Linked DNA regions of Mus musculus: all the other regions are linked to region 1. Evidence: chromatin contacts called from public ChIA-PET, HiChIP or PLAC-seq, Micro-C and promoter capture Hi-C data. All regions are on one chromosome and are shown on one strand. The core of a region is the stretch at or near the end of the contact, and the rest is flanking DNA. Distances in the headings are between cores, read along the strand shown. Region 1 overlaps Actn1 (actinin, alpha 1). Region 2 overlaps Rad51b (RAD51 paralog B). Region 3 overlaps Rad51b (RAD51 paralog B). Region 4 holds the start of Rdh11 (retinol dehydrogenase 11). Region 5 overlaps Rad51b (RAD51 paralog B). Region 6 overlaps Plekhd1 (pleckstrin homology domain containing, family D (with coiled-coil domains) member 1). Region 7 holds the start of Rdh12 (retinol dehydrogenase 12).

Region 1 (2,700 bases), core at 53-2,552:
ATCGCTCTTGCTCTGCTCTGTAGTCTTGGAAATTCTAACAACAGGCTCCCACCACCACCATATATTCTTAGACAACAAATGATAAATTGGAGCTTATCATCATATATGTTTGGATATGGGGGGAATGCTGGCAATCTGCATTGTCATTGAGTCCCTGCAATGACCAACAGCTACTATCTGTGGCACATTTTGGGGTCTCAAGGGATTGAATTCAGGGCCTGGCATAGGCTGGTTGTACACCCTGCCACCAAGCCCCAGTACTCTATGGAACACTTAGAGTAGGAAAGAGGACTACAACCCTGACACAATCCAAGCTGTCCCCTGCAGCAAAAACAAAATGGTCGGGGTCACAGAGAAGTCACAGACAGCCACAGAGAACCAAGAAAGCTGGGGGTTTTCGTCAGGGGCTCTTTCATGCGCTTGTTAGCTTTCCCCTGTACATAGAGGAGGCCATCTTCTCCTCTTAAAGAAGTGAGAATGTACCAAACCAGGCTCAGAAATCTAGAGGTGGGTGAGGACAGGTACCCCACACCATTCTTGACACAACCCACCCCCACTTCTGGAAGTCAGCCAAAGGAACAAGCAAAGTAATGTCACGGGAGTGTTGTTTTAATACAGTCTGTGCCAAGCAACATCATAATCTCCAAGTTTGTCCTATCTTTAATAGGCAATATTCAAAATTAAAAAACATAACAACTCTGCAGTCATAAAACAGGCCAGCCACACTTTTGAAGAGACTGAAAAATGAGAAGCCATGAATTATCTTCTTTGAAAAGCAGCCATTTCAAAAGGTTTTCTTTAATATCATAAAATATTCTCATGGACAAGTGAGCTAGCAAACACACATGCACCAATGTGCCTCTGATGAGAGTACCCACCTACCCCACCCCCAAGTGGGCATGAAATTAGAGAAATGAATACAGCAGACAGAACAGGTAGGAGGAAAAAACTTCAGTAAAAAGAATGGAATATAACTTTGTGCTTGGTTATTTTCCTATGTCACAACAAAAACATTTCGGTGCAAATAGTTAATTTTTCCTCTTTTCCATTTAAGACTGGTGGAGAAAAAAATACTTTTTTTTTTATAATAAAATATGTAGTTTTTTGTTTGTTTTTTTTTTTCTTTTTAAAATTTTTTTTTAACGTAACTTTTTTTTTATCCTTTTTTGCAGAAAATAATTTTGTAAACTGTCACTTTGTGGGCAGGGAGGCTTGATGCCGCCTGGGTCGGAGCTCTGCCCCCTTGGTGGCTGAGCTGAAAATAATGAACCCAGCCAGCCAGACTGGGCGGAGGAGGAGGAGGAGCAGGGTGGGGCGCACGCGCAGAAGGCCGGGGGTGGGGGGGTGGTGGAGGGAGGCAGGGGCGGGTTAGAGGTCGCTCTCGCCATACAGTGCCGTGGAGAAGGACATGTAGTCTAAAGCACCGGGCACGGAGTCGGGGCCCGCGTAGGGGGCCATTCTTGCGATGCAGTACTCGGCTTGGTCAGGGGGCAGCTCACGGCGCAGCTCATCCTCTGTGATGTAATTCTGCGGAGAAAGCATGGTCAGGGTCGGAAACCTCGGCAGCGGCCGGAAAGCAACGCGGCGTTGCCGCAACTATTAGGTCGTAAACTTGCCGGGAATGTTAAGTACCCGTGTTCTAATTTCCTCGCTCTACTTGATCTGTAGAATACGTGCGTGCATACATATAACAGAGACATCCGTGTGTATGTACATATATATATTTAAGTGCATATTATATATTTACAAGTAATATATCACTTGTATATGGTATTTTAAACACGTCACGTTTTCCATTTTAGTATCTACTTCAACTTCCTTCCAAACCTATTTCACTCGGACTTTTTCATTCATCCTACCGATTTACAGTAACCACCCACTGTCTCAGCGTCAGCACATCCTACCTTATCTCCAGCCAGGATCTTGAAGGAAGCCATGACCTGATCTGCAGTATCAGTATCTGCCGTCTCTCGGGACATAAAGTCGATGAAGGCCTGGAACGTCACTACCCCCAAGCGGTTGGGGTCTACAATGCTCATGATTCGGGCAAACTCTGCCTCTCCCTGGAGGAGACAACCAACCCACACCTGTCACCCTAACGGCCTACTGGGGCATCTCAAGTGTACCTCCAGCTCCAAGTTGCCTATGGTTGGAACAGGAGGCACAACAGACATCTGATCTGGCTTGGGTTGCCCCAGGGTGAGAAAGTGACCCAAACGTTGTGAGTCTCAGGACTTCCCACCCCCTGCAGAGCTCTGGGTTTCACTTACAGAAAATGATGGGTAGTATTAATTATAATGACGATAACTTCAACAATGGCTAACTAACACTCATACAGCATGTATTATATAGGCCAGCTAATATTCTAAATTCATCTTATCATCACAACTGAATAAAATCATAGTATTCCCATTGTATGGGAAATCTGAGGCCCAGACAGGGTAAGTGACTTACCCAAGGTCACATGGCTAGGAGGTAGGGAGCTAGGATTAGGACGCAGGCAGTCTAGCTCCAACATATGCTGTTTCCTTAACATGACAAGTGTGCCAGACAAGTACGCAGTCCTTGTGATCACTTTATTTAACTCTTACAACCACGTTGTGAGGTTTCCTCACTACATCTGAGACCACAAGCTTTGATAGCAATGTGGAATTTACGGAGTATACTTCTAGTCTAGCCTTTAACCCTGCTGGGCATCCC
Region 2 (2,830 bases), core at 159-2,658, 730 kb before region 1:
TTGGGGAAGGGAGGGTTGGGGGGTTGCAGCTGAGATGTAGCTTGGTGGTAGAGCCCTAGGTTCAATCCCAGTTTAAAAAAACAAAACAAAACAAAACAAAACAAAATCAAACTCTTGTCAAATATCCAGTACAGTAAATATGAATACATAAACATTTTATCCTCTTTTAAGGACAATTTTGCCTTTAAGGTTAAAGAATTTTTCCCAAAATGTAAATAGTAAACAATTTAAACTAATGCTATTTATCTGCAGATCAGCAAGAATTATCAGGTTTCTCCAACACTCATTCTTTTGTAAATAAACAAGTAAATACTCTCTCATCCCCAGAATCATTTAATCAAGAGAAGACATGTAATACAGCCAAAAATCAGTAAGCTACACTAGATATAGGAATCTTTAAAAATGAAGGATTTGATTTTTGGCCCTCGTTTGAGTGATCTCACATGTTAAATAAACAGGATGTCAGTACTCAGGAGCCTTAACGTTTCTGGTCAGGTGTTTCTGGGGTTGTGTCTTTGCTGAGTTGTGAGGTGAAGTATTGTGGTCATCCACGACTTAAAAACCCTGCAGATAGAGGGTCATGGCGTCATGTTGTTGCTCAATGCTGGCACTGGCTCTGAAGTCTCGAAACGCCGAGAGATCTTGGAAGCTACACACCATCACTCTGACCAGACCCTGGTGATCCTGTAGATCAGCTTTGACTTGTGTGGAAGAGGACTGCATATGAGCTGGAGACTACCTTCAATGACTTACAAAAGTGCCTTTAAAATATTACCCAAGTGGCTTCCAGGGTTGTCGTTTCTTTCAATTAACAAAGCCTTTTCTTATTTTCCTTTCAGCTCAGTACTAAATCCCAGTGTTTGCTGAGGAAATATTGATTAATTTGAGTGGGGCAGGCTCAAAACCACGAACACTGAATGGCCCTAGATCTGGGTGGGAACTGTTTAAACTTATTTTACAGCACAAGAGATAAGATGACTCTTTAAAAGACAGCAGAGGAAGAAAGAGGAGGGCTTTCAAGAGAAGATGTAAGCCATCATTGGTGACCTTTGACTCTTCCAACATAATCAGCAGACCTGCCTTTCTGAGTTCTAGAGTGTGTTTATGGAAACTTCAGTAAACATGCTTTCAATGCCATTCGCTGACGTTTAAACATACGCTTGCAGCTTTAATGAAGTTTAAAGTTGTGTATAACTTCCTGAAAAGTTTTACAAATTAGTTTGGATATAGGAGATGGGACTTGAAATCAAAATCATGCTATAAAAGTTGGGCAGCCTTAAATTTTTCATCCAACACATAAAACATGTCAAACACGTTTAAAACCACTTGAGAAGGAAGTCTGAATATACTGTCCGTGTAATCTCGAGGGCCTTTCAGAGTCTCTCAGATGTGCTCTGCGTTCTTTTCTCATTGAGTAGAGTCACTGGTGGTTGCTGTATTCATTGTTCTAAAATCAGTAAATGATGCAAAGAAAACCCACTATCTTTTCAACTTAAAAATAGTATTTCCTTTTAGATTTTTGTCAACCAAATCACTTTCAGTTTTCTTTTTCTTTCTTCCCCCACCCCGCTTTGAGACAGAGTCTTGTCTCTCGTGTAGCTCAGCAGACCTCAGACTTGTAACCCTCCTAACCTACACCTCAGGGGCTGGGATTCTACTCACCGTCCCTGGCTCTCATAGGGAAACGTGTGTATGAAAACCAGTGGGACTAAACAAGAGGTGTATGTGTCTTTTAAGACATTGCTGTGTAGCCCACACTAATCTTAAACTTGTAATCCTCCTGCCTCGGCCTCCTGAATACTGAGATTTAGAGGCATGAACTATTATGTTTGGGTTTCAGCAAAAACTTTATGCCTATGTTGTTATGTGGCCTTCAGTTTTACTCACAGTATGCTGAAGGGAGGGTGTTTGCCTCTCAGTGAGATCATTGGAGCAGGTCAGGATTTTTTTTTTTAAACTTAAGTGTGATAAAAAGTACATGACTTGTATTGATCTGTTTTCTTTTATAATAACAGAATATCAGAGGCTTGGTACTAAGTTTAAAAAAAAAACGAAGTTTACTTAGCTAACAGTTTTGAGATTGGCAGCTGAGATCAGATGGCCTGCTGATTTGACTCTGGTGAGCATGTCTCTGGCTGTGTCAAGGTGTGACTAGTTGCCTTAATGGCGGGAATTGTGTAAAAGAGAGAGCTCGTGTGACGACAGGAATTTGGAAAGCATGGAAGGGCCAAGAATGCTGCTTTATAACACTTTCCCAAGAGAACTCATCAAGGTTTCATGATTTTGTTTTGTTTTGTTTTTAATTTGGAGTGCTGGGATGGAACATTACAATTCAGGCCTCAGGCTGCAGTCCACTGACCTCTGAAGAATGTGTGTCTCATAACCATCCCCGTGGTCAATTATAAAACATCTCCATCTTGTCAGAGAATGTCCTTGTGCCTCTGTGATGCAGTCCCCACCCTGTCCCCAGACAACAATAGGATCCTTCTTGATCACAGGAGGATAGTTTTGTAAGTTTTAGAATCCCAAGTGAATGGACTCAATGGTATATATCCTTTTGTGTCTGGCTTCTGCTCTGTTCGGGGATAATTTGTGGCATGTCTGAGTTGTTTGTTCATCTTTTTAAAAAGATCCCTGCATAGTACACTCTGTACAAACAGGCTGTCATTTATTGCCTTATGTACTAACAGACATTCTGCTCATCTTTATTTTGGAATTACAGATAAAGGGTTCTTAATTTGTGAGTGTCTTTCATAAATGCAAGCTTTAATTGCTTCAGTGAATACTTGGAAGTATGTTGCTGGGTCTATGGTGAATTATAGTCAATTTA
Region 3 (2,926 bases), core at 351-2,850, 850 kb before region 1:
AGGTGCTGTCTACCTCCTTAAAAAATTTTAAAAAATGTTATGAGTGTTCTATGCATCACTTGTGTACCTGATGCCCGAGGAGGTCAGAAGAGGGCATTGGATTGCCTGGGACATGGAATTCACATGGTTGTGAACTGCTATGTGGGTGCTGGGAATTGAACTTGGGTCCTCTGGAAGTTCTGTTAGCAAGCACTGCTAACCACTGAGCAATCTTTCTAGGCCCCAGCTCCTCCCTCTTTCTTTCTTTCTTTCTTTCTTTCTTTCTTTCTTTCTTTCTTTCTTTCTTTCTTTCTTTCTTTCTTTCTTTCTTTCTTTCTCTCTTTCTTTTTTTTCATGGAGATAAGATCTCAGTGGGCTGGCATGGTTCTCCAGGGAGCCCCAGGGACCAGCTTGTCCCTGCTTCCCCAGCTCTGAGATTACAAGCCTGAGCTGTCTCTCCTTGCTTTTTTCCATGAGTTCTGAGGATCGGACCCAGGACCTCATGCTTGCAATGCAAGCACTGTGCCAGCTGAGTTACTGCCCTCTCTCTCCTTTGTGTTTCTGACAGTCTTGCTGTGTAGCTCAGGGGAACCCATGCTTCTCCCTCTCCTGTGTAGTGCTGGGATTAAGGCTGCAAGCCACCTCCAGTTCTTAGTCTTTTAGTTCTTCAGTTCTGCTGTCAGTGCAAAAGCGGCTGTAATAGGAAGTGAACAAATACATGGTCAAATAGGAGTTTATTCACAGAAACAGATTATTCTTGTTTGTGTCTACAGTACATAGTATACTGGTCTATCCTCTCATTTACCTACTTATATACATTTATAAGATTGCAAATAGTTGTTTCTGAGGGCATTAATAATGCCATCACCTATACAACTTCTGGTCTTTTGTTAGTAATTAAATTTTTTCCTGACTATAGATCTTTTCTTCTCCTTTACATGCCTATTAATGAAAAAAATTTATTTTATGTGTCTGAGTGTTTGCCTGCATGTGTATATCTGTGCATCAGTCCATGGTTCTCATGGAGGATATTGGATCCCATGGAATTGAAGTTACAGATGGCTGTGAGCTGCTATGTGGGTGCTGTGTTGAAACTGAGTCCTTAGGGGAAGAGCAGACAGTGCTCTTAATGGCTAAGCCATTTCTCCAGCCCTTTCCTAATGATTGTTAGACATGGCTATGTTAGATGCTGAACTTTAATGTACATCTCTGAGGTGTTAGATTTTTTGTTTTAATATATAGTTAAGATTATTTTGATGGTCTTTGAGACCGATTAAGCCTTAGCACTGTGAAGTCCCTCTGAGGACTCCCACCTGTTACCCAAGGTATCGTGAGATCTCTGTATTCCTTGTGGGTGTGGGAATATGCACTGTTTTCATCTTGTGTAAGTGCTGGAAGTGTTTAGTCTCCCGTTGTCTCCTGGTTCATCCTGAAGCGTTTCCTTCCATACATTATGCATATTAGCTCTGGAGTGTACCACCCCACCCCCCCCCCCCCACACACCGCCACCTTTTCTTTTCTGCACGTGACTTCATGAGTTCTACCAGCTTAGCTGTTTCATACTCTGATCTCATCTTTGGGTCCACCAGACTCACATTGGCTTCCCCTTTTGTGTGTCGTAGAATAGAAAGTGCCTCTGGTGTGAGCCTGGGGCACTTTAGGTTCCTTTACTAGTTTCCTTTCTCAGGAGGGTCACAGTTTTGAACTATTGTTTAGTGTGTGAAACTGTTCTTTCAGATTATTTTGTCTGCTTTTCTAGTTGATGCTATCGGGGCAATTCCCAAGCCAGTTAATCTTTTGTGCACAGAAGGCAAAATCTCCCTATTATTTATCTTGAATTCACTCCATATTGGCTTTATTTCCTAGCCCTATATTGAAATTGATTTTCAAAACTTTCTCCAACTCAATAGTATATAAAATGCAGCCATGCGTTGCTTAGTGGTAGTGGTATGGTTTGGGGACTGGATGACTAAGCCAGTCAGTCCTGTGACTCTGTTCTTGTGTGCTTACACAGACTGCTGTGTGTGTTCATCATGGATGTAGCCTCTGCACACAATCAAAAGATGTGGTGAGCAGAAGCAGTGTGAAGCTGATGCATTGTGTTTTCCAGACCTTAAAAATGCTGTAGAGGTAACTTACAATCTGAAGTAATGATTGCTAGCAGAGTGAGCACAGGCAGAAATATCACCAAGTGTTGTATACTGTGCATAATTTATATACTGTGCTTTTATATGACTGGTAACATGGTAAGTTTGTGTATACCAATATTACTATAAACTGACTAATGTGCTGCCCTTGTACAGTATGTTTGCTGTCACATCACCAGGAAGTGTTGACTCTCAGCCCTATCACACAGCCACCATGTTCTCCCCAACAGTTCCTGTCAGTTGGCTTCTTAGGTTTTATCCCTGTTTCTGACCATGTTAGTCTGTGTTGCTGGTCCCTCTCCATTTTGTCAGCATATAAGCCTTGGAGAATCCCGGACTCAGTTTTAGGATCTTGGTCTTCCTCCATCTGTCCTCAATCTCTCAATGCACTCTCATGGTTTTAGCACATTTCTTTATGGCAGAAGGGTCCTGTGTTCATATTCTGAGCTTTCCCACAAGCTCCAGATTCATATACATTTGCCACTTGACATAATAACATATTACAGTCACATCTATATATGTGGACAGCTTGATATACCTGAAGATGAATTCTGGATTTCCCTGTTTAAACACACACACACACACACACACACACACACACACACACACACACACACACACAGAGAGAGAGAGAGAGAGAGAGAGAGAGAGAGAGAGAGAGAGGAAGAACACTACACTAGTAACTACAATCCTGATTGAATCACTACTGTTCTAGATATTCATCCAATCAATCAAGTTCTTCCGGTTCCCTGCCTGAATTATACTTTAAATCCAGTTGCTCCTGATAATCTGAGGTATCA
Region 4 (2,700 bases), core at 147-2,646, 980 kb before region 1:
CTCTCTCCTCAGCGATCAAGGCCCCTGGCTCTGTGTCTCACGTCCCTTCAGACTGAACTTCAACACTGACAAATCCTGGGGACCAGGAATTGGCTCTTCCTCCTTCCTCTGTCATCATCGAAAACAAGAAATCAACTTTGAAAGCGCAGCTCTGGCCCCACTCTCCCATGCTGGCTCCAACGGGGATAGTAGAGTCCTTAGAGTGCTCGCTTCTAAGACACATTTCACTGGATGTAGCTCCGGTTCATGTTTTGTTGAGATTCTATATGGATATGAAGATCTTGTGGTAAAAAGAAACCCAAGTTTTTACCTGAGTACAAGGCCCATGTGTGCCTACTTATGGGAGCTGTAAGTATTCAGAGAGGAGAGGGGAAAAATGAAAGTAGCCACCAGAGAGAGAAGAAAAAGCAAAAAGAGTGGGAAGTAGGTCTTGGAAGAAAAAATGTTGGTCATGGTAAGAAATGACAGAAGGATGGCACAGCCTCAGCTCCAATAGGAACTATGGCCACGCCCAGAAAGAAGGTGGCGTTTATTACTGGTCCACCGTCACTCCTGGTGACTTACTCAGAACCAATCAGTGGACTGCCCCTTGTGGTAGCCTGCCGCTGATTCTCAGGTGATTACACACACCTCCAGGTTTGGGCTGACCTGACACTTAATTAAGAAACCATCCTTTGACCACGTGGTTCTTCTCCTGGCTCCTAGTAATCTAATTAGGGCAAACAAGCACGTGTTCCTACTCCGAAGGACAATGAATCTTCCCCTTCAGTTGTCACAAACACCTAAACAAGTGAATAACGGCAACAAGGAAGCATGCCCCAGATAACATTGGCATCGGGTTCAGAGAGCAAAAAGTGCAACCCTCCTGTAGTACCTCAAGGGCTGGAGACAAATAGTTAGACAAAGGCTGGTTCAAAGCTTGGGAGTGGAGAAAACAGTTAGAATCTAAAGCCCGCCATACTCAGCGGCTTCCCGAAGCTAGAGAGCAAATAGTGCTAGAGGAAATAAGGTAGGCCAGAAAGAGCAATACAGGATGATGGAGACCTGGAGCGCTTTTACGACCACCTGGGGTCTGACGTCTGGCCGTGCCCACATCCAGGGCACCAGGATCTCGCCTACAGTCCAGTAAACTCCAGATCTTTGCTACCTTAAAGGGCTTCTCAGTCCTTTCCTAGTCTTTCTTTACGGGGGCTAGGGAGAGGGCTTCAGTAGGGATTTTTTATCTTCTCTAAAAGACCTGGCAAGAAAAAGCAACATTCGCACAGACCTGATTTTTGGCGTGACCAAGTACAGGATGAAGGGAAGAGAGAGCAGAAGCAGGAATCCGAACATCTCAGCACCACCGAAGCGCAGTTGAAGTTGATGCTCTAAAGAGGACAGCGGGACTTATGGCTTCTGATCCTAGACACACCCCGGTTCAACTGCAACCGCCAGGGAGCAAAGCCCTCTGGGAAATGTAGTCCTGGATTTGGCGGCCGCCTGGCGGTGATACATTCAGAGTATACTTCCAAGCACTATGAAAAGTTGAATAACACAACCGTGGAGCAATGGTCTTCAGTGGTCCAGGGCCTAGGCCTGTGGGATCGTTGAGCCAGCCCTTCTACCACTCCTCTGGCCACTAATTGACTCTTTGGAAGTCTCGCGGGTTTGCTATCTCCTGGAGCCCAAGTCCAGTGTTTGGTTCAATTTTCCCCAATCATTATTAGGAAATTACATTTTGTCTGGGAGACAGCGTCTGGAAAGTATTCTGAGGTTAATTACAAAGGGCAGGAGCCGTTAGTCGGACAGTTGGTGTGGCGGAAGATGTCCTTCCTCAGAGATGACCTTTGCCCTATGGGGCAAAGCAAGTTAAGACCTCCTAGAGAGTCACGGTTGTGTGTACTTCGATCTATGATAGTATCCTTCATAATTTCCCAAGCCCTTGGTTGTTATTTGATAATAAAATAGTTTCTTGGATGACTATATCATGTATTACTCTTCAAGGAAACAATGCATTTCTCAGATTGGCACAGTTGGTTTTATCACTTTGTCAAAGAGTTTAATCCCGTCTTGAACTAAGGCCAGGAACATTTCTTTGGGAAAAGGCAAACTCCCTGTTCAAACTTTTCTTTCCTTTGAGGTGTACCTCATGGGGATAAACATGAGTTATCATGTTTAACAAGTTTTAAAAGTCATTGTCTGTGGTTTCCCACCTTCACTATTCAGTTTCTGGTTCATTTGCATAATTAATTTCCATTCATTGGAAGATACCTGTTCCACAGTCAAGTTGGAGCCATATACTGTATAGCACCTGGGAAGAAGACATATTCTTACAGATTTAGTATTGGATTATCTAGTAATCATCAGCATTTAACGCTTTCTTAGTGTCTAGTATGTAGAGAGCAGCTCACAGCTCAAAGAAAAAAGTCTTTTACGTATTCTGTTTCTTATTCATTTTATACATGTTTAACAGTATTTCTACAATAAACTGGTGTAGTCTCTGAGAGGTGACACAGACAGCTGTGAAGTACTGCTTCAGGAGTTGTCAAAGCTGCAGCTTTCTCCTTCCTGCTTCAACCTTCAGCCTTCTTGAGACAACTCTTTGGGGATCAGTGAGAAAGAAAAGAGAGAGGGGGTGGTGGGGAAGAATTATAAACACACACACATACATTCACACATGTGACAGATAGAGCAAGGCTCCAACCATTTTTCATACATACA
Region 5 (2,956 bases), core at 250-2,749, 630 kb before region 1:
ATCCACTTCTTGGATAGCCCTAGGATACCTGAATAAGTTGTACAGAAATGTTGATAGCATTATTCAGAATGCTGAAAAATGTTGAAACAACCTAAATGTTCATCAATGATGAATAAATCAACAAAATATGGCACACACATACAATGTCATGTTGTTCAACAAAGAAAGAAATGAATTATGGGTACATGGTATAATATGGATGCACCTTGAAAGCAAAATGCAGAAGTTTATATGATGTCAAGGAAATCTGTCGAGCAAAACTGGGGTTGGTGGTTGCTTCATACTGGGGGAAAGTGATCTATGTGCAATAACTAGAACACATAATCTATCTCTCTCTCTCTCTCTCTCTCTCTCTCTTTCTCTCTCTCTCTCTCTCTCGTGTGTTTTCCCTCCTTTCCCCATTTCCTCCTCTCTCTCCCTTCCCTAGCTTTAGGGCTCAAACCTAGGGCTTCTTCCTGCATGATAAGTACGGGTTCCATTCCTGACTATACTTGCAACCCTGTAATTCTTAGAGACATGATGAAGCTGTTTGTAGTAGACAGTGGTAATGATTGCACAGCTCTGTGAATAACGGTAAAACTGTTGAAATGCTTTCAGTGGGTAAATTGTTTGGAAGGTGAATGGTATCTCAATGAAGCTGCCCTAAAATTTTACCACCGAAAGCCCCACCCTGAAATCACTACTGTTGAAAGCATCTGTTGTATTTCTTTCTAGAAATATTTTATACAAATTAAACATTTTACCCAGTTTAGCTCATATTTCACATGTAGTTTTTAGATTTTATTTATTTTTATTGGTATGAACATTTTACTTAGTGTGTGTGCGTGTGTGTGTGTGTGTGTGTGTGTGTGTGTGTGTGTGTACCACATGCATACAGTACTTGTGGAAGCAGAGAAGAACATCCGATTCCGCTGGACTGGTGCTAAATCTGGTTGCGAGCCACAGTTTGGGAGCTGGGTCAGGAACCTGGCTCCCCTGGAAGAGCAGCCAGTGCTCTTAACCACTGAGCCTTCTCTTCAGCCCTTCACATATAATTTTTAAATAGTGTTTTTACACTTACCATTTTATCATGAACATTTTCTCGTTCTAGTGGAACCTCTCTTGTAAACAGTCTTGTACAGGGAACAGCATAATTCATCTCACAGTTTTAACATAATTTCTATCACCGTTCTAAGTGCTGGGCCCTGAGAATGAATCTATCTGTCTATCACAGTTGTAAACAGCAAGTTGCAGTTTGAAAAAGCTTATGAAACTTTTGTCTTCTCATTTTTGAGCACACAAGCCTGATGTAAACGAAGCAAAGAAAGTGTATGGGGAGTGGTGGTGTTGTGGAATTTTACACCAGGGTTTCGGGAAATAGAAACTTGAACTTGGGGCAGAAAAAGAGAGACTTTTCATCTGGTGAGACCCCTGGAACAAAAGCCCCTGGGCAGGGCACCCAGGCTCCACCTCCACCCACGAGTGCAGAAGTCTTGGCTTCCTGTGTGAACAGGGCTCTGACAGGTTCTCAGCCTGACAGCCCCGGATGCGTACATGAGGTTTTCTTTCTCTGGAAGAGGTTTTGAGTTATTGATCTGTCACTTTCTCTTATTTTGTAAGAGCAAGGACAGGATGGGAAGGAAATTAGGTATTTCTGCAGTTAAATCTTCCTTGATGTGAGAAGAAGGTTCAGGACTATACAAGTTTTCACTAGAAACTTTATTTTATTTTATTTTTTGAAGAAAATACTAAATACTTTGGTATAGACATGAATTACTGTCCATCTTATGTACTATGTTTTACATTAGTAATTTAGGCTGATAGAAATCTTAAAAGCTCAACACTTTGTCATAGCCCCTCACATGTGTGCATTCACTAGCCAGCATTTCTACTGTTCCTCTCCCCTCTTGCTTTTCTCTTTTCCTTCCTTCCTTCCTTCCTTCCTTACTTACTTCCTTCCTTCCTTCCTTCCTTCCTTCCTTCTTCCTTCCTTCCTTCCTTCCTTCCCTCTTTCCCTCCCTCCCTCTCTCCTTTCCTTCCTTTTTTTCCTTCCTTTTTCCTTCCTTCCTTCCTTCCTTCCTTCCTTCCTTCCTTCCTTCCTTCCTTCCTTCCTTCTTTCCTTCCTTCCTTCCTTCCTTTCCCCCTGCTTACATGCTAGGCAGTCACTCAACTGTCAGCTTGCTTTCACTGAGTTCTGTTAGGTCTTCGGTTGAACAGCACCTTCTTAAATTTCACTTTGTCCCTTCCCTCTCCTCTGCAAGCAGAGTTCTCACTTAGCAAAGGTTGGGAAATGCATTGTCAGTTGCCGAGAGGAGAACGGCCCATGGTTCCTAGTTTTTCTGTCCTTAACATTCTTAATCAACTACAAATGTGTTTGTCCAGTTCCTCTTGGCTCAAATGATGATCACTTTGAGAAATATAAATATATTCAGGAAAGGAGAGCTGGGGTTTGTCTCTTTATTAGTCAGTGCCCAGTTCACAATTGCTGTTTTTTAACTTTGGAGAATAAGAAGCTTAACCAGATGAAAAGACAACGTAACTGTTTGCAAACAGCTAAGACCAGGACTTAGAGGCTTGCGAAAGCATCCCTACCAAATCCAGAAGCTTGTGGGAGCTCATTCATCCGCTATATAAGGAATTACATAGGCAGAAATCATAATAATCAAATCTCCATACAAGCCACTACACTGGCCTACCACCCCAATTTTGTTTAAAGCAAGACTCTTAAAGAGACAACATAAGGGATGGAAGTGAAGAGCAGGCTTCTCGCTCATTGCATCATTTCCTTTTAGCCACGGATGGCGCTTTGTGCTTGGCTGCGTTCACTTCCAACTCGTCAAGCCTATGTTATGAAAGAGAAATAAGACACTTAATCCTAGGAATGATTAACCTGCATTGGCTGCCCTCCCTAGTAGCTTGCCCTTCCTTTATTGTAGCCTGTTTACTCACTCCTGAGCCAGATCTCCAACCACTCTTA
Region 6 (3,010 bases), core at 285-2,784, 560 kb after region 1:
CTTCCTGCCACCAGGGTTCTTCGAGGAGTGCATCCGGAATGCAGAGCTGGAGGCCAAGATGCCGGTCATCATGAAGAACTCCGTGTACATCCATAAGGCAGCCACTCGCCGCATCAAAAGCTGCCGATTCCACCGCCGCCGGTCCAGTACTTCCTGGAATGACAGTGAGCACCCCCTGTCCCCCGGTGGGAGACAAGGCAGGAAGCGGGCAAGTTAGAGAACAAGTAGACAAGGCTGGACAGTATGTCCTTGAACGTGGCTCAACCAGCCTGGGGGCAGGAAGGACCAAGAGAAACTCAGCAGCATGTAGGACTGGGATGAGGGAGGAAGGGTGGGCTCAGCATGGGGGGGATGCTATTCATGGGCAACGGGTTCTCATCTCTACAGTGAAGCCATCCCAGTCCTTCATGACCTCCCAGCTAGAAGCCAACAACATAGAGGAGCTGAAGGAGGTAGCCAAGCGGCTAAGCAGAGACCAGCGCTTCCGGGAATCCATCTATCACATCATGGCTACCCAGCCTGGGGCCTCTGCACTTCCCCGGGGAGGAAAGTAATGGGAACTCCTACTCCGGCCTCCTATCTTTCCTTGGTGGGGCAGCAGGGAGGTCTGACGCCCCTGGGTCTTCTCCACCAGAGCACTGCTGGGTGTGAGGGGGCACCCTCATTCTCGAAGGAGGCGATACCCCCTCTGCCTCACCCAGAGCCCTGACCTTGGAGGTCAGAAGAGAATATTGGGTTCCCTACAACTGGAGTCGTGGATGGTTGTAAGCTACCGTGTGGGTGCTGGAAATCAAACCTGGGTCTCCTGGAAGAGCAACAAGTGCTCTTAACCACTGAGCCATCTCTCCATGCCCGAGCCCTGACTTTGGGTCTACCCTAGGTGAGGTGGGTCCACACTGGGTGCTACCTAGTTGCCATGATGAGGCCTGGCTCTGTGTGGTATATCTGTTGGTCAAGAAGATAAATTGTCTGTTCCATGAGGACTGAATAGTTCCTCTGGTACCTACCATACCCCTCGGTGACTCTACTGTGCTGACCCTGGTCACATAACACCCCCTAACTCTCTCTTCGTTCCTGATCCTCCAGTACAACATTTGTCCATGCCCTGCACTTATTCCATGTTCTTGGAGAGGGAAAAGGAGGCTCTAAGATATAACCCCAGGTTCACAGCACCCCACACCCTCTCTGCAGTATTCCTGGGGGCTGTCCTGGCTGTAAGGCCACCCAGGCCTCCTATTCACAAATGGGTTTCTCCATATATAGCTCCAGCAACCTGCTGGAGGGTGCAGGAGAAGTGTGGGATCCCACTTTGTTCTTTTCCAGCCCCGATTGAGAGTCCTTGACCCCAGGGTTTCCCAAAGTCCGCACAGCCAGATCTGGAAGAAGCTCCGGTGTTACCCACAGTCAGGCCTGTTGTGACCCTGCTGCCCTGAGAGCGCAGAGGTCTGTCTCTCTCCCAGCTGGCTCACCTTGCTGCCTCCTCTCCCTGCAGCAGACTCACTCAGTGGACCAATGCAGCCAGGAACCCACCACATGGGAACATGGGCCTGTGGGGAACTAGTAGCCATTGTTTGGTAGAGCATTGTCAGAGTGACACTGTAACACCAGCCTGCGGGTTTTATGGAAGACCACTACCCTTCAGGAGGCCAAGGACTGAGGCGTGTGCTCCTTATCTGTGACAGTCTTTTGGGGCCCATCCCTCAGAAGCTGCCTGAGTCTATCAGTCTCGACAAACAAGACTTGGGGAGGGGGCGGAGATGTGGACAGTGGTTAAGAGCACTTGTTTCTCTCTTTCGGGGCACCCAGACTTGGTTCCCAGCACCCACATGGTAGCTCAAAACCAACCATATGTGACTTCATTTGCCAGGAGATCCAACACCTTCTCCTGACCTTCACAGGCACCGGGCACTCACATGGTACATGTACATACATGCAGACAAAACATCCATACACTTACATCTTTTTTTTTTTTAAAGACCCTTTAAAAGGGGGCAGGGTGCTAAGACAGTGCTAGATCAAAGGCATCCATTTTCTGTCCAGAAGACTGAAGCATCTTGAGGAAGGGACGGAAGTAGCCCCGTGGAAGAACCCTTGTCAAGATCTGAGCTGCCCTCTTCTCCGTGGTCCCTTCTTGGTGAGGGTGGTCTTAGGTAGGGTGTTTTGGAATCAGTGTGTCCGAATGTAAATATAAAGCTATAAATGTGTATAAACCTGCATAAACCCAGAGCTTGTCTGCAAAATATGAATGTGGAATGGACTTTGAAATGAAGAGGCATAAAACTAGATTACTGGTTTCCTTTGTTTTTAAAGAATTAATAATGGCTTGCTCTAGGAGGAAATTTCAAATGCATTTGGTGTTCCTGGTCAAACTATTAACCTGAGGCCTGGGCTTCAAGCAAACAAGGCAATACTCTACCAACAGAACTAGTACATACCAAGCCCAGTGAATTATGAAGGATGGAAACTCCCTTTGTAGACCAGGTCTGCCTGCCTCTGGCTCCTGAGTGTGGGGATTAAGGGCCTGTGCTGCTGCTGTGACCACCATCACGGGATAGGTTCCCGCTCTCAATGACAATTGAGTTGGTTTGGGTTTTGATTTTCTAAGGCAGGGCTTTTCTATGTAGCCCTGGCTGTCCTGGAACACAGAGATCTACCTGCAGAGTGCTGGGATTAAAAGTATGTGCTACCACTGTAATTACATTTTAACACGAATCTGAGAGTAGACAGACTCACATCTCAGCAGTACTTTCTGAGGACAAGCACCAATTCCCTAGTTCATTTTCTCTTCTTCTCACCCTGTACTTTCTATGTTTCAGGCAAGCCTAGGTTACCTCTAATCATATCTAACAGCAGATACACACACAAACGTGCGTGCACACCAGCCAGCATCCTTGTATGAAAATATGGAAGCCTGGAATTACTTACTGGAAACAAATTGACGTGATATATAACATTAATATTATATAATACGTTCTAAAGGTAACTCTTAATTATTGGCCAATTAATTGTG
Region 7 (2,700 bases), core at 189-2,688, 960 kb before region 1:
AAACCACCACCAAAGGTCAAATCAGAGAGTAGCCCCTCATCTCTGTTTTACAAAGCTGCTGTCCCACTGCTGTGTCCTCCCCTGAGTCCACCTGACCTGAGAATCATCTGAGGTGAGTGGCCCGAGTGGCCATGTGGAGACTTGCAACTGATAATCACTCCCATTGGATAATCAAGTAAACTGAGGCAGCAGAAAGACTCAATAACTTGCCCAGGACCTTGAAGCTTGAAGGATGCTGAGCTGGGATTTGAGTCAGGAATTTGAGTCTAGCTCGAGAATACTTAAACACTCTACTCTTGCTTGACATGTCGTTGGGTGTGTCAACTTCACTGAAGTGTAATGTAAAGAACACACACAAAATGCCCAAATCAAAAGCGCCCAACTCAGTGATTGTTCACAGTAAGCACACCTGTGTACTAGCACGAAGATCAAAGACCAGCACATTGCCAGCCCCACAGGACCTTCAGCCACTCCCTATTTCTTCCATTTATTTATTTTTAACTTTTACTTATTTAATTGGTTATATATACATGAGAGTGCAGGAATGCACAGGCTTCAGCATGTGTGGAGGTCACAGTGTCACTTGGAGAGTTGGCTGTGGGACCTGGGAACCAAACTCAGGTCACTGTGCCTGTTTGCTATTGCTGATACCTGCTGAGCCACTTTCCCTGCCCTGTTAATTTACTTTGGGGTTTGTAGGGACATGCATATGGAGATTAGAGAACAAGTTTTCAAAAGTCAGGTCACTCCTTTTACTTTGTCTTCGAAGCAAGGTTTGTGCGTACCTACCTCTTGATCCTGCAGTTCCACTTCCTCGAGGCTACCTGGCCTTTGAGCTCCAGTTTCCATTTTGAAGTAGGACTACTGTGGTTACAGACGGCAGCCACTCTTCTGGCCTGAGCTGCCACATCTGACTTCTACATGGATCCTGGGGATTGGACACATACCAACAAGCTCACATGGAAAGTGCTTTGACCTACTTAGCCATCCTTCTTACTATCTCTCTTCCATTTTTAATCACACATATTTCAAGCATCATTAGGACTTGGAGGATTTTTTTTTTGTTTGTTCGCATGCTTGCTTTTTTCTTTGTTTTGTTTTTTTTGGTTTGGTTTTGTTTTGACACAGTTTATTATGTTGTTTAGGCCAGTCTTGAACTACAGACTCAAGTGATCATCTGCTTCAGCCTGCCAAATACGTTGATTATAAGACGTTGTCACTATGCCTGGCTTTTTTGAAGCCTGCTGATAATGTGTAACATATTCTATCTTGAAAATAGCGTGTTGAGGAGGAACTCCAGTATTGCCAAATTCTCACTGCCAATATAAGGTGAAGCCCTAATCTTTCCTTAAGCCCCACCCCTCTAGGACTACAACTCCCAGGAGGCTGTGCTCTGGCGGCTCTCGGATTTAAGTAAGATTCTGGGCATTGCTTAAGCCAGCCAGTTGCTGAGTGTCCCAGAGTGAGAGGAACCAAGAACCAACAGAAGCTGCCAGGAATTGGAGCCAGAGAAGGATCCTCGGGCTAGGTTGAGGGTGGGAAGCAGCAACTAAGAAAGTTGACAAGATGCTGTTTATCTTGGTACTGCTTACGTCCTTCCTCTCCATCTTGTATCTGACAGCTCCATCCATCAGGTTTGTTTTAATCCAGCAACTCAAAGATACTTTACGAAGATGGTTTTGACTTCTAAAAGAAGAAGGAGGGAAGGTGGCGGAGGCGAGATTAGTACATTAAAAACAGGAAAGGAGGGGTTCTGGATGCCTCTGCAGAAAACGAGAAGGAAGCACCTGGGTGGGAGGAGGTGGGGCTGATTTGAATTCGGATGCCGAGGAAGGAGGAAGGCGGAGTAGATGAGTCCTGTGGCACTTTCCTCTGATTCCTTTAGGTTTCTCTGACACTTTCCTTTTCTTTTCTGTCCCTAGATGAGGTGAGTGTCATGGGGACTTCATCGTTAAGGGACTCCTTGTCAAGTCTTAGGCACTCTGGAAAGGAAGCAAACTCTCTTCCCTTGATACTTCTCTCAAGAAGTGTTTTGGAAATGATTCACTGGGGATTTGTGGAGGTGCCAAGAAATGGCTATTCTATGTGGGGGCTTTAAATTTTGTTGATGATTAGAAAGGTTAGGAGCCAGGTGTGGTTGTACGTGCCTTTAATCCGAGCACTCAGGAAGCAGAAGCAGAAAGAACTCTGAATTAGAGGACAGACTGATCTACAGAGCGAGTTCCAGGGCAGCCAGGGCTATACAGAGAGACCCTGTCTTGAACCTTTGCCCCCTGACCTGACCCCACCCCCACCCCAAAGGAAGGTTAGATAGGCATACTGAGGACAGAGTGTCAAAGTGTCATACTTGGTCCCGGCCACCCTTAGAAATGACTTAAACATCTTTGGGCTTCAGAGGTTTTTTTTGTTTGCTTGTGTGTGTTTGTTTTTGTAATATAGAAGTAATACTGAAATGGCAGGGGAAATTAATATAAATGGCATATGGAAAGATAATATGTATGGAAAATGTGGAAAGATAGTGAGTGCAGAAACTATTTAGCATGGAGGTAGACTGGGTGCAGAAAGTGTTTAAACCTAGACAGAAAATGTATAGAAAATCAAGCCTGGGATAGACCTCATGAGTGTAGAAAAGTGTCTAGCCTAGTCTAAATATTGGGTGTAGAAAGTCTAGCCTAGGCTAGACAGTGCATGTAGAAAATA

The links. Promoter capture Hi-C pulls out the DNA fragments that hold promoters and counts their contacts. Hi-C and Micro-C count contacts between places; a contact is called where the count stands out from the background. ChIA-PET counts read pairs in DNA pulled down with a chosen protein or histone mark. HiChIP or PLAC-seq counts read pairs in DNA pulled down with a chosen protein or histone mark.
Region 2: an RNA polymerase II ChIA-PET map of memory CD8 T cells shows a contact between it and region 1, with 27 read pairs. The contact joins two enhancer-like sites. A contact is called at or near these places in 2 of 115 datasets of contacts at active chromatin or transcription factors (astrocytes and memory CD8 T cells) and 1 of 9 other capture datasets (pancreatic islet).
Region 3: a contact with region 1 is called in an H3K4me3 HiChIP or PLAC-seq map of bone marrow-derived macrophages, with 5 times the contacts expected there. The contact joins two enhancer-like sites. A contact is called at or near these places in 1 of 484 Hi-C or Micro-C datasets (bone marrow-derived macrophages), 9 of 115 datasets of contacts at active chromatin or transcription factors (bone marrow-derived macrophages, embryonic basal ganglia, embryonic limb bud and 5 more) and 3 of 9 other capture datasets (adipose tissue, liver and pancreatic islet).
Region 4: an H3K4me3 HiChIP or PLAC-seq map of embryonic stem cells shows a contact between it and region 1, with 6 times the contacts expected there. The contact joins the promoter of Rdh11 here to the enhancer-like site in region 1. A contact is called at or near these places in 6 of 39 promoter capture datasets (the 3T3-L1 cell line, cranial neural crest, frontonasal cranial neural crest and 3 more), 3 of 484 Hi-C or Micro-C datasets (CD4 T cells, pro-B cells and uterus), 5 of 115 datasets of contacts at active chromatin or transcription factors (astrocytes, bone marrow-derived macrophages, embryonic stem cells and 2 more) and 2 of 9 other capture datasets (embryonic stem cells and macrophages).
Region 5: an RNA polymerase II ChIA-PET map of memory CD8 T cells shows a contact between it and region 1, with 7 read pairs. The contact joins two enhancer-like sites. A contact is called at or near these places in 1 of 15 datasets of contacts at CTCF or cohesin (large pre-B cells), 1 of 484 Hi-C or Micro-C datasets (bone marrow-derived macrophages) and 1 of 115 datasets of contacts at active chromatin or transcription factors (memory CD8 T cells).
Region 6: a Micro-C map of the G1E-ER4 cell line shows a contact between it and region 1. The contact joins two enhancer-like sites. A contact is called at or near these places in 4 of 15 datasets of contacts at CTCF or cohesin (the NIH/3T3 cell line, embryonic stem cells, large pre-B cells and 1 more), 63 of 484 Hi-C or Micro-C datasets (the 3T3-L1 cell line, B cells, the Ba/F3 cell line and 34 more), 9 of 115 datasets of contacts at active chromatin or transcription factors (astrocytes, embryonic basal ganglia, embryonic hindbrain and 5 more) and 3 of 9 other capture datasets (adipose tissue, liver and pancreatic islet).
Region 7: a promoter capture Hi-C map of pre-B cells shows a contact between it and region 1, with 5 times the contacts expected there. The contact joins the promoter of Rdh12 here to the enhancer-like site in region 1. A contact is called at or near these places in 5 of 39 promoter capture datasets (cranial neural crest, frontonasal cranial neural crest, hippocampal neurons and 2 more), 1 of 115 datasets of contacts at active chromatin or transcription factors (large pre-B cells) and 1 of 9 other capture datasets (macrophages).

What each region holds. Positions count from the first base shown.
Region 1 is chr12:80,166,954-80,169,653 of GRCm38.p6, forward strand. It overlaps Actn1 (actinin, alpha 1), which reads right to left. Exons shown (of 21, transcript NM_134156.3): 20 at 1,905-2,063; 21 at 589-1,527. The coding sequence ends at 1,369. Among named protein-coding and RNA genes, the nearest start is that of 2310015A10Rik, 35 kb to the left of the region's middle. Within about 2 kb of position 1,303, at least 235 of the 459 cell types and tissues checked have an H3K27ac peak or open chromatin away from gene starts, as enhancers often do. A contact at or near this core is called in the G1E-ER4 cell line, bone marrow-derived macrophages, embryonic stem cells and 5 more, where this site is marked.
Region 2 is chr12:79,440,798-79,443,627 of GRCm38.p6, forward strand. The region is part of intron 7 of Rad51b (RAD51 paralog B); the gene reads left to right. Among named protein-coding and RNA genes, the nearest start is that of Rad51b, 140 kb to the left of the region's middle. Within about 2 kb of position 1,409, at least 57 of the 459 cell types and tissues checked have an H3K27ac peak or open chromatin away from gene starts, as enhancers often do. A contact at or near this core is called in memory CD8 T cells, where this site is marked.
Region 3 is chr12:79,317,926-79,320,851 of GRCm38.p6, forward strand. All of the region lies in intron 5 of Rad51b (RAD51 paralog B), which reads left to right. Among named protein-coding and RNA genes, the nearest start is that of Rad51b, 22 kb to the left of the region's middle. Within about 2 kb of position 1,601, at least 13 of the 459 cell types and tissues checked have an H3K27ac peak or open chromatin away from gene starts, as enhancers often do. A contact at or near this core is called in bone marrow-derived macrophages and microglia, where this site is marked.
Region 4 is chr12:79,190,459-79,193,158 of GRCm38.p6, forward strand. Rdh11 (retinol dehydrogenase 11) reads right to left here and starts at 1,397. Exons shown (of 7, transcript NM_021557.6): 1 at 1,268-1,397. The coding sequence starts at 1,332.
Region 5 is chr12:79,538,887-79,541,842 of GRCm38.p6, forward strand. The region is part of intron 7 of Rad51b (RAD51 paralog B); the gene reads left to right. Among named protein-coding and RNA genes, the nearest start is that of Rad51b, 240 kb to the left of the region's middle. Within about 2 kb of position 1,500, at least 48 of the 459 cell types and tissues checked have an H3K27ac peak or open chromatin away from gene starts, as enhancers often do. A contact at or near this core is called in memory CD8 T cells, where this site is marked.
Region 6 is chr12:80,721,932-80,724,941 of GRCm38.p6, forward strand. Plekhd1 (pleckstrin homology domain containing, family D (with coiled-coil domains) member 1) reads left to right here. Exons shown (of 13, transcript NM_001177503.1): 12 at 15-164; 13 at 388-2,285. The coding sequence ends at 554. Among named protein-coding and RNA genes, the nearest start is that of Gm51986, 4.0 kb to the left of the region's middle. Within about 2 kb of position 1,535, at least 4 of the 459 cell types and tissues checked have an H3K27ac peak or open chromatin away from gene starts, as enhancers often do. A contact at or near this core is called in the G1E-ER4 cell line, where this site is marked.
Region 7 is chr12:79,207,475-79,210,174 of GRCm38.p6, forward strand. It overlaps Rdh12 (retinol dehydrogenase 12), which reads left to right and starts at 1,439. Exons shown (of 7, transcript NM_030017.4): 1 at 1,439-1,634. The coding sequence starts at 1,567.